Linked DNA regions of Gossypium hirsutum: region 1 is linked to region 2. A link is a contact called in public Hi-C data. All regions are on one chromosome and are shown on one strand. Each heading gives the region's core, a stretch centred on a gene start, on an enhancer-like site or on the middle of the called end of the contact. The rest is flanking DNA. Distances are from core to core; before and after follow the strand shown.

Region 1 (7,339 bases), core at 1,527-4,026, 740 kb before region 2:
AATATATAAATATAAAATGATGTTATATCAATAATTGTGTTCATAATTTATGCTTTTGGGATTTAACCCATTTTGATATATATATTTTTAAAATAATAATTTATATTTATCTTATTTAGATTTATATTATAAAAAAATCCAAGATACACAAGTTAAGTAGTTCACTATATTTATCCCTAAACCCCAACCCCTAAACCCCTACTATTATCTCTTAAATAATTTAAACTATATTCATAAATTTAATATATTCAAATTAATATTATTTCTTTTACAATTATATAAGAAATCGTTTAATATATAAATTAAAAAATACTAATTAATCTAAACCTTAAACCTCTTAACCCGTATCCCATAAACACTAAACCCTTAACCCTAAACCCCTACACCTTAAACTCTAACCCTAACCCTTAAACCTTAAACCCTAAACCATAGTTAACTCATAAACCTTAAACCCATATATCTTTAACTATAAACCTTAAACTATAATGATAATTAATTTAATATTTTAAATTCAATACTATCTCTTTTACGATTATATAAGAAAATATTTAATATATTGTATAACCATAAATTTTAATAAATATTTTTTTAGGGGTTATACATTAGTGTTTATGATTTTTTTGGGTTTAGGGGTTATATGACTTTTAGCGGCGTTTTACCAAAAGCGCCGCTAATGCTTGGGTCTTTAGCGGCGTTTTACCAAAAGCGCCGTTAATGCTCTATTTTTAGCGGCATTTTTTACTAAAACGCCGCTATTGCTCTGTGTTTTACAATTTTTGCTACGTTTTTTATAAAACGCCGCTAAAAACGCCGCTAAAGCCCTATTTTCATGTAGTGGTGAGAAAATTTATTTCTACCCATTAAAGATTATGCTTGTGGTGGTAGGTTAATATAACTTTTTATATATATAATCTTAGGAATACTATTACACTACTCATTTCATTCCACCCAACCAAACTATTGAAATATTCGTCCTATACAATTATAACTCTATTCCATTCTCACATAATAACATTCCATTATGACAAAGTAAACATACCGTAAGAGTCTTAATTCGAAGAATCTGAATTAAAGTAAACTTGTTGAAAGTTTGGGTTGAAGTAAAACTCTTTCATCAGAGTTTCAGTTAGAATAAAACTTTTCCACTAAAGTCTTAGTGGATTAGAACTGTTTATTCCCCAAATTTTAGTATTTAAATAGAACACAACCCGCATGAGCATGGTTAATCATTGGTTCTTATATTTAGTTCAAGCAGAAGCGTCGCTTCAGCACATCTCTTAACACACTTGTTAATGTGTTGCTTCTAAAACAACTTTATTTGCGTATAAGAAGAGATCGTTTCTTTTTGGGTGAGTTATAGGAGTTATGATTGTAGTTGTGCAATGCGGTTGCTTTTATAGGCAATGAAGCACATCTGAAAACATGAAAGCAAATTGTCTGGCATTTTCATTTTTGGGCTTCACTCAATCATGGGAGTGAAGGAAATGGATTTGTAAATAAGCGAAAACTCCAATGATATCATAATTTATTGGAAGAGAAAGCACAACAAACAGGATGGTTCTTAGTAGGAAAGACTTGGTAACAAAACAGCATAGGTTCATTTGCAAAGCTCAGCGGAGAGGGTATTAGCTAAGGAGGAAATGGTAGTTGCAGACACTCCCCTTGTTCCTCCTAAGTACCATTTCTTGATCATCTCGACCACATTCGCATTCTCTACTTTGATTTTTGCTTCCTCCTTTCCCTCCGTCGTGAATGCAATCTGTTTGAGCACATCCACACATACACAAAAACTATCATATTAAAACATGAATGAATGAATGAATGAATGGTTTTTCTTATGGACTCAAAATATACCTCAGCAGTGGCTGAATTTGCTGGAAAATGGTAAGTGATGACTGAATCCTTCTTGAAATATTTAGACTGGAAGAATTCAACAACTTTTTCCAAGGCTTCTTCCTCTTCCTCTTCGTATTTGTCGTCAGCTGCCAATCGGTCCCTCACAGCACTCTCTAGCTGCACTCCATATTGGGAACCTTTGATCTCCTTAATCACCACAACTCTCAGAAACTTCTCCACTGGAGCTGCAGGTTGTGATTATAGTTGTTTATAAATCACATTGTAACTATGATAGTTCTTACAACTTTGAAGAATGAATTATGGGAATTGGTTGTTTGTACCATTAATAAGAGCCTCGAAGAAGTCATCATCTTCAGCTAGCACGTTCCCAGGCTTCCCCTTCCATTGTTGCAAATGTCCTACAACTTCTGGTTCAAGGTAAACCCCAATTGCTGTGAACTTGATTTGCAAAAAGTGAATCTCAATGTCGGTAATTCCTGTCCCAGCCCCACAAAGTGAAATTAGATTTTAGGGTCTAAACGTAGTGATTGAAGGAAAAGAGACTAGGACTAGTTTTCACGTTAAGGATCATGAAAAACATATATAGTTGAAGTTTAACACAGTGAGTTTCGATCTAAAAACATAGAGTTTAACTCGATTAATTTGTGTAATTATACGAAACATAGTATGAAAAAAAAAAAAAAAGCTTACCATGACCCAAAAGAGATAGTGGCTTGGTAGTTGTGATTTGTGGAGGAAAAGGGACTTCATCAACCATTACCATTTCAGTAGTCACTGAAACACCCAAAAAATACATTTGAATTAAGAAAAAATAGATGGTAAACTAAAAACCAAAGCACCATTAAGATTGAAAGATAAAACCACTTACTGGCTATGCTTGAAGGAGGTTTAAGGCAGGCAAGGAAGCAATGAAAGGGCAAAGATGGTTGAGTTTGTAAGTGAAATGAGAAATTAAAGAGTGGTGATGCCTTTTATATCAAAGCATAAATGGCATAGACATAGGACATCAGCATTTCAACATAGCACAAAGACTAAGACTTGGGGCCTCCTGGATGGGCAGATGGTGGTTGGTAGGTAAGTTAAGGGCTTGTCATTTGTGATTCATCTAATTTTCCCCCATTTGACTTGCAGGAAGATAGGATTTATGAATTCTGGGTGATTGCTTTGATTTGGTTTAAGCATAAACAGAGTTTAGCAGACTTGTCTGTTTTGCTGCCTTTGTCATATTATTGGGTGGATTTGAGGCTTTGATATTGAGGGCATTAGTGAACCCACGTGATTGAAGTGCTAACAACCTTTCATTTTACCTACCCCCCTTATCTTACATTTACATTTTAGATCATCAAAGTAGGTCCAGCACAGGCAGCCTGTAAGAATCAATCACCCATCAAGAAAAAGCCTTTACCTTAGGCTTCTGTCTCATACCCCAATCACTAATATTCCTCTAATATTATTAATGTGAGTGTCTCTATGAGGAACTGTGTAGCACATATTTTCTTTTAAGATTCAGGCCATCTTCAACTAATCGTTTACTTTTAGATTAATCTACTCTTTTCGGAATTGGATCGGCCAAAAATATTGATTTGAAATAAAAGATTAGATCGGTTGACTTGTGAATTGGTTAGATCAGTTAAATTGGCAATCAAATCGGTTGAATTGATTTTCTCTATTTTCTTAGTATTTTTAATAATTTATTCAATCGAATTAGACGAACAAATCGAACTGATTGAATCAAAAATCGATGGTCTAATAAGTTCAATAGTCGATTTTTTTCTAAAAGGCTTAGATTAAACTATCAACTCCGGAGTATTTAAATATGATTTTTTTCAACAAATGTATTTGGTAATTTTTGAATTTATTTATTTTATCTTTATAAGAGGAAGTTGCTATCACCTCAAACAAGGTTAAACATGTACTTAATTTCCGTACTCTTGTGATTTTTTTGTACATTTGAAATTTAGTCTCTTTATTTTTATTTTTAGGAGTTTAGTTATTTTACTTTTTTATATTTCAAAATTCAGATTCAATAGTCAACACTGTTAAATTTTTTTTATTAAATACATTGATATGACATTTTGAAATAAAACAAACTTTAATAGATAAATGTTAACAATATTGACCTAAATTTTAAAATTTAAAAAATAAAAAGATTAAATTTCATAAAATATAAAAAAAAACTAAAATTTAAATGTACAAAAAAAATATAAAGACTTGAAACATATTTCAACAGTAAGGGTGAGTTTGGATGGGCGGTGCGTTTAACTGCGTTTAGTGTAAAAACAGCGGTGACGGTGAGATTAGATACTGTAGCAACATTATAGCGTGAAGCAAAAAGTAAAGTAAATATACCCACCTCCCAACCAAACTCACCCTAAAACAATAATTTGTTAGTGGGGTAAATGTTTTTGTCTCTTATAAAAGCTACCCACCGGGATATCTTAATCTGAATTGTGGATTCATGGAAGACCTCATTTATTTTTAAAAGATAATTTCATTTGCCTTTTGTGGAAAAGGAAAACTCCAAAAAATTCGTTAAATCACTATTTAGGATTTGAATTTTATAATAATTTTTATATTGGAGTTTGAGTTTTTGGGTTTAAGTTAATTTCTAAATTTGGTAAGTGTTTTCATATTGGAACCTGAGTTTTAGCCTTTTTAAGGAAATATTAAGGATTAACGTGGACTAAAAAAAGTTTAAACCCTAATTTGAAAATAATTGCCAAGTTCATGGAGTAACTTAAAAAAAAATTCAAGCTCCAATGTGGGAACAATTGCCGAATTCAGAGACTAACTTAGACAAAAAAAGTTCAAATTTCAATGTGCGAATAATTATCAAGTTTAGGTCCCAAAAAGTGATTTAACCCCAAAAAATGGAAAGAAAAAAAATGTATTTTTTTTTCTATTTGCCCTTGTACTTTACAAAAGTTGTGGATTTAGTCTTTATACTTGAATGGTCATTTTTAGTCCTTGTACTTTTTAAAGTTTAAAATTCCAGTACTCACCAAATGATAACTTTAAATTCATTAAGTTAGTTATGTTATTTCCAAAATCTAATGCGGCAAACATACTATCATATGTGTAATATCATCCCAACATATTATTTCCACATATTACTCACTAAAAATCAAATTAATGGATTAATGATTGTCATTTGTGTCAAGGTGGAAATTTCAAAATTCAAAAAGTATAGGGGCTTATAATGGTCCAATAGAGAATATGAACTAAATCTACAATTGCATATAAAGTACATGACTAGTAATTGAATTTAATCAAATGATTTAACTACTATTGTGGGGGTTAGGACTAAAATTTCAAATTTTGAAAAGTATAGGAACTAAAATAAATAGATTTAAAAATATAGAGACTAAAAATGATTAAGTTAAAATACAAGGACTAAATTCATAGCTTTCACGAAATATAGAAACTAATAGCAAATTTAACCAAAAAAGAAAAAATAGTATATTTGTGTGTTATTATTAAATTTTAATTCAATAAATGTATTTAAGGTATCATATATTTATATGATTTTTAAAATTTTTAAAATTTATATTTTACATGTGGATGGGTGTGTGTCATTTTGGTGATATATGTATATATGTATCTATATATATATAAAAAAATAAGTGGTACCTAAATTACTTTTTCTTTTAAATTAGTATCTTCGTTAATCAAACCGTTAAAAGTAGGGGGGATACAGGAGGCTAGCAAAAGGAATTAACCAAATTTGCCCGATCTAGAGGCAATCAAGAAAGCCGCATAAACAAATCTATAACCTACAAAAAAGTGGGCTAATCCAACCAATCTTGCCTGCACAATAGAAACAGCCACTGGTTTATCTCTCCATCGAATCAAATTAGCTAAAGATGTGCGTTCATGAGCCCATGTTAAAGTTTCAATCAATTCTTGCCAATATCCACCCCAAGAAATTAAGAACATAAATCCTGTAGCCCAAACAATATGTCCAAATAAGAACATACATGCCCAGACTGATAAACTATTCATACCAAATGGGTCCCTAGCCCCCCTAAAATGAAAAATTTCTATTTAGGCCCTTGAAAGTTTTTTAAAATTTTAAATTAGTAAAGGTAAAATTGTACTTTAGCCTCCCTAAAATTATAAAAATTCGATTTAATCCTTTAAAAATTATAAAGATATAGACTATAAAAAATTAAAATTTCATTCAGCCCCCCTAAAAATTTGTTCTGCTTTGCCCCTGGTTAAAAATATATTTAAAAAGAAAAAACTTAACCCACAAATTCATACCTAAATTATACCATTTTTTTCAAGTTGATACCAATTTTTTTTTATCACAAGTGATACCCAAATTATTTTTTTATTGCCATTTTACACCAAAATATTATATTCATTAAAATTCAACTGATTAAATTACCATATAAACTTTAAGAAACAATTTTTATTCTCTTATTTTCTTTTACATCATTTCTCTCTCTCATTCTCTCTCTCTATATATATTTCTATTTTTTTTTCTTTCCTTTTTCATTCTTCTTCATTTATAATGTCTAACAATGCTTGAAATTCGCTTAACTGATTATTTTGATTATCAAAATTATGCTCACCCCAAGATTAAGCCTTGTTTTGATTATTTTTCATATATTATACGTAATATAATCATGTTGTATAAGATTGACAGTGTTAAAATGATTTAGGCTTAATAAATTAAAATATAATTAAAATTTTAGAAAATTACAAAATAAATTAAAAATTAAAATAAATTGAAAACAAATGGAAAAATTCAAAAAATTTACTATTGACACTGACTGGTCAATTTTTGCTTTCTGAATTTCTAAGTTTTTTTAATTTTTAAATTTTATGAATTTTCTTCTTTTTTATTTTTTTAATCTTAAATATATTTTATTTTATTACTTTTTCAAAATTGATTGGCCAAATATTTTGACCAGAATACATGACACCAAAGAAAATCCTCCAACTAGATTTAACAAGCATGGCCATCTTGTTTAAGCGAGCTTTACGCGGTCCAAGACCCCCACTCACTTTCGTACGACAGACTTATGAGAATAATCTGTTGACTCTCCCCAAAGAAAATTGCGATTGAGCCTACCCAATTCATCACAAACAGAAGCCGGAAGTAAGGTTGTTTGCATAGAGTACAAAGGAATAGAAGACGTCGAAGATAAAACCTTCCCTTTCAAATCGTCAAGACGTTTAACGGAGCACACAAGTCTTTATTAGCTCTTTGTGGATGATGGGAATGTTGCGGAAGCGACGATAATATTAATAACAATATTATCAGAAATATTTAGATAATTATTATGCCAACAATTATACTAAGAAAATTCCCAGTTAAATTGGAGGGGTCACAATGGTCCCGCTTAAAACCCAACAACTAGACAGAACTCACTTAGATATTTATAGCAATAATAACTAAATAAATATAACCAACATAAAGCTATTAAATAAAAGCAAACAAATAAGAAATAAAATACCAGAGATTTAACGAGGT
Region 2 (7,208 bases), core at 3,742-6,241:
TACGAAGGTACACCATGGTTTCATAAAAAAGGTCTAATTCATCTCATGGTTTGATACCTTGCCAAAAAATATACTTATTCCTGTTTCCGCACATGTTTCTCCTCCACCACCAGGGTTAGGACGTGTCGGACTACAAAAAGAGTACCCAAAAAGAAAATGCAGTTAGCCAGTGCAATTAGTACAGGTCTCTACTTCCCTAGAACTTGCACCCTACAATACCTGGCAAATGCAGATTGCAAAGGAGCCTTCTTAAGGTTGTTCAATGCTAATAGACGATCCTTCACTGGTGATGTAAAAGCATTCCGTTCAACCAACACACTCCTCAACTCCGTGCAAGGTCTCATGGGAGACCTGACATCCCCATTTTGACCTGACAAAAGTAACATGACAATGTAAATTAAGTTCAGGATAGAATACATTGTGAGAAAGAACAACAATAAAATCTATTAACACGTTACTGCATTAAACAAGAAAATTGGCATACTCGTCACAAAGTTTTCCCCATCTGAAAATATACCAGCTAAAATTAAGCTACCAATGTTACATACCTGAGATTAAGCTACCAGCATTACCCGTTGATGTTTCGTGTTTCTGCAAAGAAGGCACTGGAGGTGTACTTCCAAAGTTCACATGTGTCGCAATTGCATCCAAAGGAGGCATTGGTTCTGCCAATAAGCCAAGATGATTTATTTCAGCAGATAGGGCAGGTTTTGCAACTATCAAAGAATTGTACATTGAGGAACCTTTATCCCACACCATGCTCTCCAAAAGCCTCTCTTCCAGAGAATTTAGATGCCGCCTCAGTTCTCTTGGTAGAGACTCCTCATGTCTAATAAAACTCTCTATCACCTTGCTCAAATCAAAGGCTGTAATACCAGTTCTCTCAAGTACTGTAGGAAACAACATTGTGGCAGTCTTATGTGTCGCCAGTACTAGTTCAGCAGAACAAGCAAGCATACATCTGTGAAACCTCTCATTAGTTAATAAAGAGGTCAAATTAGGTGCATGTAATATTTGGGCCTCGGCAGTACACATAGCTTCCAAAACCCTATAGTACAACTTAAGTGCCTCCAGTCTTCGTTGTTCCATCCATATGTTATCCATCAGGTTTACACTCTGAAGGCTTCCAGTTACACTACACACTTGATTTCTAGGAAATATTGCCTCCAAAATTATATGCGCCCTACAGATCACATCATTGGTAACATCTTTATCACAAGATGATAAAAAACGCTGCAACTCAGCTGAAGGTTTTGAAGGAAGAGGACAAATAACAGAACGAAGCCATTTCGCAGTTGTCATTGCAGCGCTGACAGGTGTAGCTGCCATCTTCGCATTTGGTGGCCCAAGGACACCATTTGCATGAGATGCAGGAGGGCGTTGAGGAGACAGCGGGCTTGAAATCGACTTTGTTGGTGAAGCTACTGAATCAAATTTCCTCTACTCAAAACAGAATAAATGCTTTCTTGAATAAACTGACCACTAAGTAAAGCATAAAAACTAAAAAAGTAGAATGCATTTTCTCAAATTTGAAACAGACCTTGATACCAGTAACATTCATGGCCCCTCCAGAAAAGCTCCCTAACCCAAGTAAATTATCTTCATCGTTTACAAACACTCTCTCATCCAAATCACCTTTATTACATATTGCATCATCGTAATCCTTCTCTAAAATATTTAAACTGGATGAAAGAGATTTTTCCTCCATTAAACCTTCAAAATAGATCAAGCTATCTGCATGAAAGAAGATCAAGTAAATTAGAAGCAAAACAGACGCAAGCATGCTGCCAAAATAGCATTCATGACTTATGTGACGAACCAGTATCAATATTTTCCAGTGTTTCAGTTTTGCACTCAGCTGCTGGACATGGCTTTTTTTTCAATATGTCCTCTATTAACTTATTGGCCATCTCCATTGTTTTCCTCAAATCATCTTCTGAAGCATCATACATGTTGCAAAGTGATGCAAGCAAGTCGACAACACCTTTGTCACCTTTCTTAACTGAATGATTGCATGTCAAAGAAGTCAACAATGAGGAACGCCAAATTTTTACCCCCACCAGGAAAGGAAAATAAAAAGAATGTAAATGAGCAAGGACGGAACAACAGTGAAGAATACTGGACAGAATAAAAGATAAAGACCAAAGAAGAATCACAATTGTAATCTCTTTATTGAAAAGGATAGATCTAAAAATTTGACAGCCATGAAGAGCAGATAATTACCAAAATGTGGAGAGTCATTGATCTTGAAGTTTCTGAAGCGAACAGGAACATGTATAATCAAGATAGCCTGTCCACAATCACATTAAATAGTAAGAAAACATTAAACTCTCCATTGTGGCTCAATGTGCTACGAATGTACAAGGATAGAGTGCATCAAAGACAACAGCATAGTTGAGTTGACTCTTTTGAAGCACATTTAATTGTAACTCTCTACCTTTGCATTCCATTTGATAATTATTAAATTAATCCATTATATATATGAATAATATCAGAACATGTTTGACCAGAAGAAAGAGATGACATGTTATTCCATAGTAAAACCAAGTGTCTACCTAAATCAATTAGTAATAAAGCAACAGAAATGCGTAACTGACCAGTATAGAAACAAAACCGTTTGCACAAGTCACTAGGTCTTTAAAACGACTGAATGCGTGCACGCGGAGTGCCAAAAACAGTAACCATCCAAATCGATGACACTCTGATATATAATCTGGCGAACTGGTAGCATTTTGCTGCTTGTCAATATTTGCATCACTTGTCAAGAAGAGTTCCCAAAATGCACGCTTGTATGAGCTTTTAATACCATCAAAACAGCAAGATGCAGATGTTATTTACTTCACAAAATGGAAAATTATACAAAGTAACCACAAAATTGAGGTTTTGAGGATACAGCTGCTCAAAGAAAACAAAATTTATAGCATGCGCGATACAAATTGTGTAATATATTATTTCAAATATAATTCTGCAATCTGCGTAAGTGAGAATTTCATATTTATATCACTATCTTAACTTTAATTTTATCATCCATCTGGAGAAGACAACAGTCAAAACATGGCATAAACAAGGGCACATGACCAGTTACTTTTATAATTATGGCACATGTATGGATGTATAACAACATTATTGTATTTTATTTTCCAACATCTTTGATATGCACATCCTGCACAGTACATCCCCCCCCCAACACAAATTTTTTGCTTTATGGAGGATAAATACTTGATAAAACCACAACAATTAGGCCTCCTGCAAATTTCTGGAAAGGTTCAAGACGAAATATGAAAGTAAGCAATTCTAACCCTTATAGAACATAAGTTGACAAACCAAAAGCAATATACCTTTTTCACTAGTGTGACTTCGTGCATTTAAAACTAACCCATCAATTTTAGCACATTGTAGTCATATTAAAGATTAGGGGAGAAATGCTAATACAATTACAAAGCTATTTGCACATATCATCTTTATAACCTAGGTTATAAAAGAAGGGTACCTACTTGCTTAAAAGGCTCAAGTACACAAAATTGGCCTGCATCTCCTTACCCTAATTGATATAAGTACCATAAGCAGATAGTCAGATCGAAGTGACATGGCCGTACAATTTTTAAAAAATATAGACATAATGGAAAACAAGCGGAAACATAAATCTATATTCTTTCAATACCTCAAGTCGAGTCTCCCAATCTTCCCCATACATGTTACGTAAAACGGGACCAGCTTTTACCACAAACTGAGGCAACTCCTTAAAAAAATCCACGATACTGCAAAAATAAAATAAACTCACTATCATTGAAATGGTTATTGATCGCAAAAGTTACCCTTACATACACAAAATTAACAGTATCATACTTCAGCTTCGTAGCTCTCAATATCTGGCAAAACGAAAACCCACTTTCATCAGACTCTTGTTGCGTATTTTCTCCAACCTTTTCACTCAGCTGCTTGAGCGAATATAAGACAAATGAAAACCAAAATCGCTCTGCTTCTTCCAGCTAATCCAGAATAAATGCAACAAAGTTAGTTAATTAGAAAGCAATTCCCTTTCGTAATTTTCATATAAAAGGAAGTTAAAATAATAATAATAATAATAATAATAATAATAATAATCTACCGTTCCGCTCCCAATTGAGGAAACATTTGACGTTAAAAGGTGTTTTGTTTCTTTGAATAGCTTCATAGCATTTGAACAAGCTTTCTCATCCAAAGATAACCCATTCTGGAAATCAGGAAAACATAACACTAAAAAACACAAAAAGAAAAAAGAAATACTTGAAATAATATTACTGGAAAGAACAAATCACTACCTTGCACAAAGCATTGAATCTAGCTTCAACGGCATCAGCATCTGTGCCACCAGAAGTTGCAACTGAAGGCTTCATGTCTTCCATATTTATTAATAACCCTAGCAGTGGATCTCAAAGTTATCAATTTCAGAAAAGTTCAGGATTTAAATCTCTCCAACAATTTTACTCTTAATCAGCATATACAAGACTAAACTAGCTAAATCTATAGATTCATAACAGCAACTTAAACCTCCGCCTCAAAATAAAAGTTTATGCCAACATTTCAAAATTTTTAGCTATTACTATACAATGAAAAAGTAATAATCAGTAAAAAAATCATTTATACTTCTGGAAATGGCGAACTACTTTTCAAGAGTGAAAAGCAAAAAGTTGAAAAAAATAAAACAATATTCAAAGAAACCTTACAAAATTTAGGCTTGAAATTAGGTTGAGATCTCGGATCTAACGATCCAGCAAACCAGAAACCCTAGCTTCAAATTCCCCGCCCAAAACATAGCGTTTTAAGGGATCGAGAAGAAATAAAAAGGGAAAAAATCGTTCTTTAATAATTTGGATTAGGAACAAGAATCCTAAGATTTCCCCTTTTTTTCTTATATATTTTCTCTCTTTTTAACCTTGGGCTTCTTTTTGTGGAAAACCCTATCAATGAAGGATCTTTCGCTCTTTAGCGCGGGAAAATTAACCAACATAACATCATGATGGACATGCACCATGCACATGACATTCATAGCTAGCCAATTATTTTTTGACGCGTACTGTTGCCGCCATTGGATTTTACCGCCAAAATCCTTTAACATCTAGCCGTAACGGAGATTCCCGCTTTGGAAAAGATCGGTAAAGGATTCGCGTTTTCTCCGTCACGGTGAATTTAACGGAGAGTTGGTGAGTCGGGCCGAGCTGTTGTCGGAGTCTTGAAAATGGGGCAGAGATAGTGTCGGTAGACTCGTGTGAGTATGGGGCCCACTGAAAGGGTTTTTTTTATAGTGTCGTTTAGCGGTAAGAAGTTGTGTCGTTTTATGTGAGTGAAATGTTAGGATGAGTGCATCCACAGAGACCTTTCTGTAGGACCACGTCACTGATGCTTAGGCACGTAAGGCCTTACACCTTACATTATAAGCGTACACCATTTTATGTAGATTTTCATAATAGTTTAAACCATCCAACTCGTCTAAATTATAAAATGTAGTGTAGTCGTTACTTATTTTATCCTTTAATTATGATATTAAAGATTCGATCTCTGTTCAAAAGAATAAAATACATTTCATAACCAATCATTTATCTCTTAAAAGAGTTTTTGTATCTTAACTCGATTGGTATGAACATTGTTACCAATGTAAAAGGATGCAGGTTCGAATATATTAAAGCACATTATCTTCTATTATTTAGTTTAGTACAACTAATTTCAGGAACAACATGAACTAGATAGGTATTGCCAACGGGAGGACCATCCTAGCACCTCTGGCATTGTTGCTTGCAAAAGGTGGATTGATTTGTTTCCTCCTCCAGAGACTGGAGCTAAGGTGGCGCATCTTCTCCTACAGTTCTGTGACTTACTGTTGGGAGCCAGAGTTTTGATGCTGAATATTTTTATGAAAAATGTATTCCAACATGGATTTGGAAAAACCAGAACCTCAAAATCATCATGCATGTTGGATTAAATTTTGTTTTTGGTTCCTCTACAGTATAGTTTACAATGCCAATCCTTCTATGGTTTGCTTGTTTTCTCCTTACCAAAAATACTGGATTTTAGTGGGATTCTGAGTTTCCAGTTTTTGCTTAGTTTTTGGATTCCACCAACTTGATTGTTGCTTTCTTCATGATAAATTACCGATGGCCAAGCTAGGGAACACTATAGCTGTAAACTTCTCATTCATGTGTTATGTCAATAAGAATGAGGGAACAGTGCTAATAACATGATTTGTGTACCTCTGCATAAAAGTTGAGAATCAATTTCTAAGCCTTCTGATATTGATGATGGTTTTTTTACGTGGTGTAGGTAAACATTTTTATCTAGAAAAAAAAAGCTATAAGAAGAAAACAAAAGTGCACACCCCAAAATGAAAGTTGTAACTTAAAAAAAAAAGGAAAAGAATATTTTTGAAACAATATCAAGTTAGGATTTGTCGAACAAAAAAGAAAAAAAGGCTAAATTGAATGAATTCATTGCACGGTTAAAAAACTAATATATATTATAAAATAAGGTAAAAAAAACTGTTTGTGACATCATAAAATTATGACAGTATATATTTTCATTATAAAATTAATATAACTAATTTTGTAACATTTGCAATGCACATGAAAATTTTATTTATTTAAATTTTTAATTATGTTTTTCTTAAACCTAAACTTCCCATATTTTTAAAGATATCATCAAACTAATTTTTAATAACTAAAAAATTAACTACCACACACATTTCATTAAAAAAATATTACATATAAAATTTAATTTATTATTAATCGCTTGTTTATAACAATTAATAAAAGTTTGTCTATTAATAATATTGTAAAGTGAAACTTTAATCCATTTTTATAATTTTAAATATGTAATATAACACTTTGATAATAATTAATTTGTTACAAGATTATAAAATTAGCTCAAATCATGTTTATAGAAGAAAATCTTAAATTAAGTTAGTAATGTTTGCAGTCAGATAATGATAATAAAAATTGTTAAAATTTTATTTTAACTTAAATAATGTTACATAGATAATTAGGAATTTTTATTAAAAAAAACAAATTAGGTAATTTAAAATATATATAAACCGAAGCAAATAAGAAATTTAAATATATATTTAAAATTTAATATATATTATACATTTTAGATAATTAGATAACTTCTTTAAAATCTTAAAATTAGATGATAATTTGAATTATGTGTCATTAAATAAACTAAGCATAATAAATTAT

Evidence for each region. A called contact is a pair of places that touch in the nucleus more often than the background predicts.
Region 1: a contact with region 2 is called in a Hi-C map of leaf, with 2.6 times the contacts expected there. The contact joins the promoter of LOC107962221 here to the promoter of LOC107897018 in region 2. A contact is called at or near these places in 2 of 34 Hi-C or Micro-C datasets (both in leaf).

Annotation. Positions count from the first base shown.
Region 1 is chrA05:109,524,273-109,531,611 of Gossypium_hirsutum_v2.1, reverse strand. LOC107962221 (probable chalcone--flavonone isomerase 3) reads right to left here and starts at 2,776. Exons shown (of 5, transcript NM_001327724.1): 1 at 2,726-2,776; 2 at 2,548-2,631; 3 at 2,178-2,333; 4 at 1,855-2,081; 5 at 1,416-1,759. The coding sequence starts at 2,726. The coding sequence ends at 1,598.
Region 2 is chrA05:108,783,768-108,790,975 of Gossypium_hirsutum_v2.1, reverse strand. LOC107897018 (retinoblastoma-related protein) reads right to left here and starts at 4,991. Exons shown (of 19, transcript XM_016822349.2): 1 at 4,707-4,991; 2 at 4,302-4,399; 3 at 4,109-4,213; 4 at 3,847-3,989; 5 at 3,662-3,758; 6 at 3,495-3,541; 7 at 2,598-2,796; 8 at 2,224-2,290; 9 at 1,820-2,002; 10 at 1,541-1,734; 11 at 549-1,440; 12 at 220-370; 13 at 58-130. The coding sequence starts at 4,385.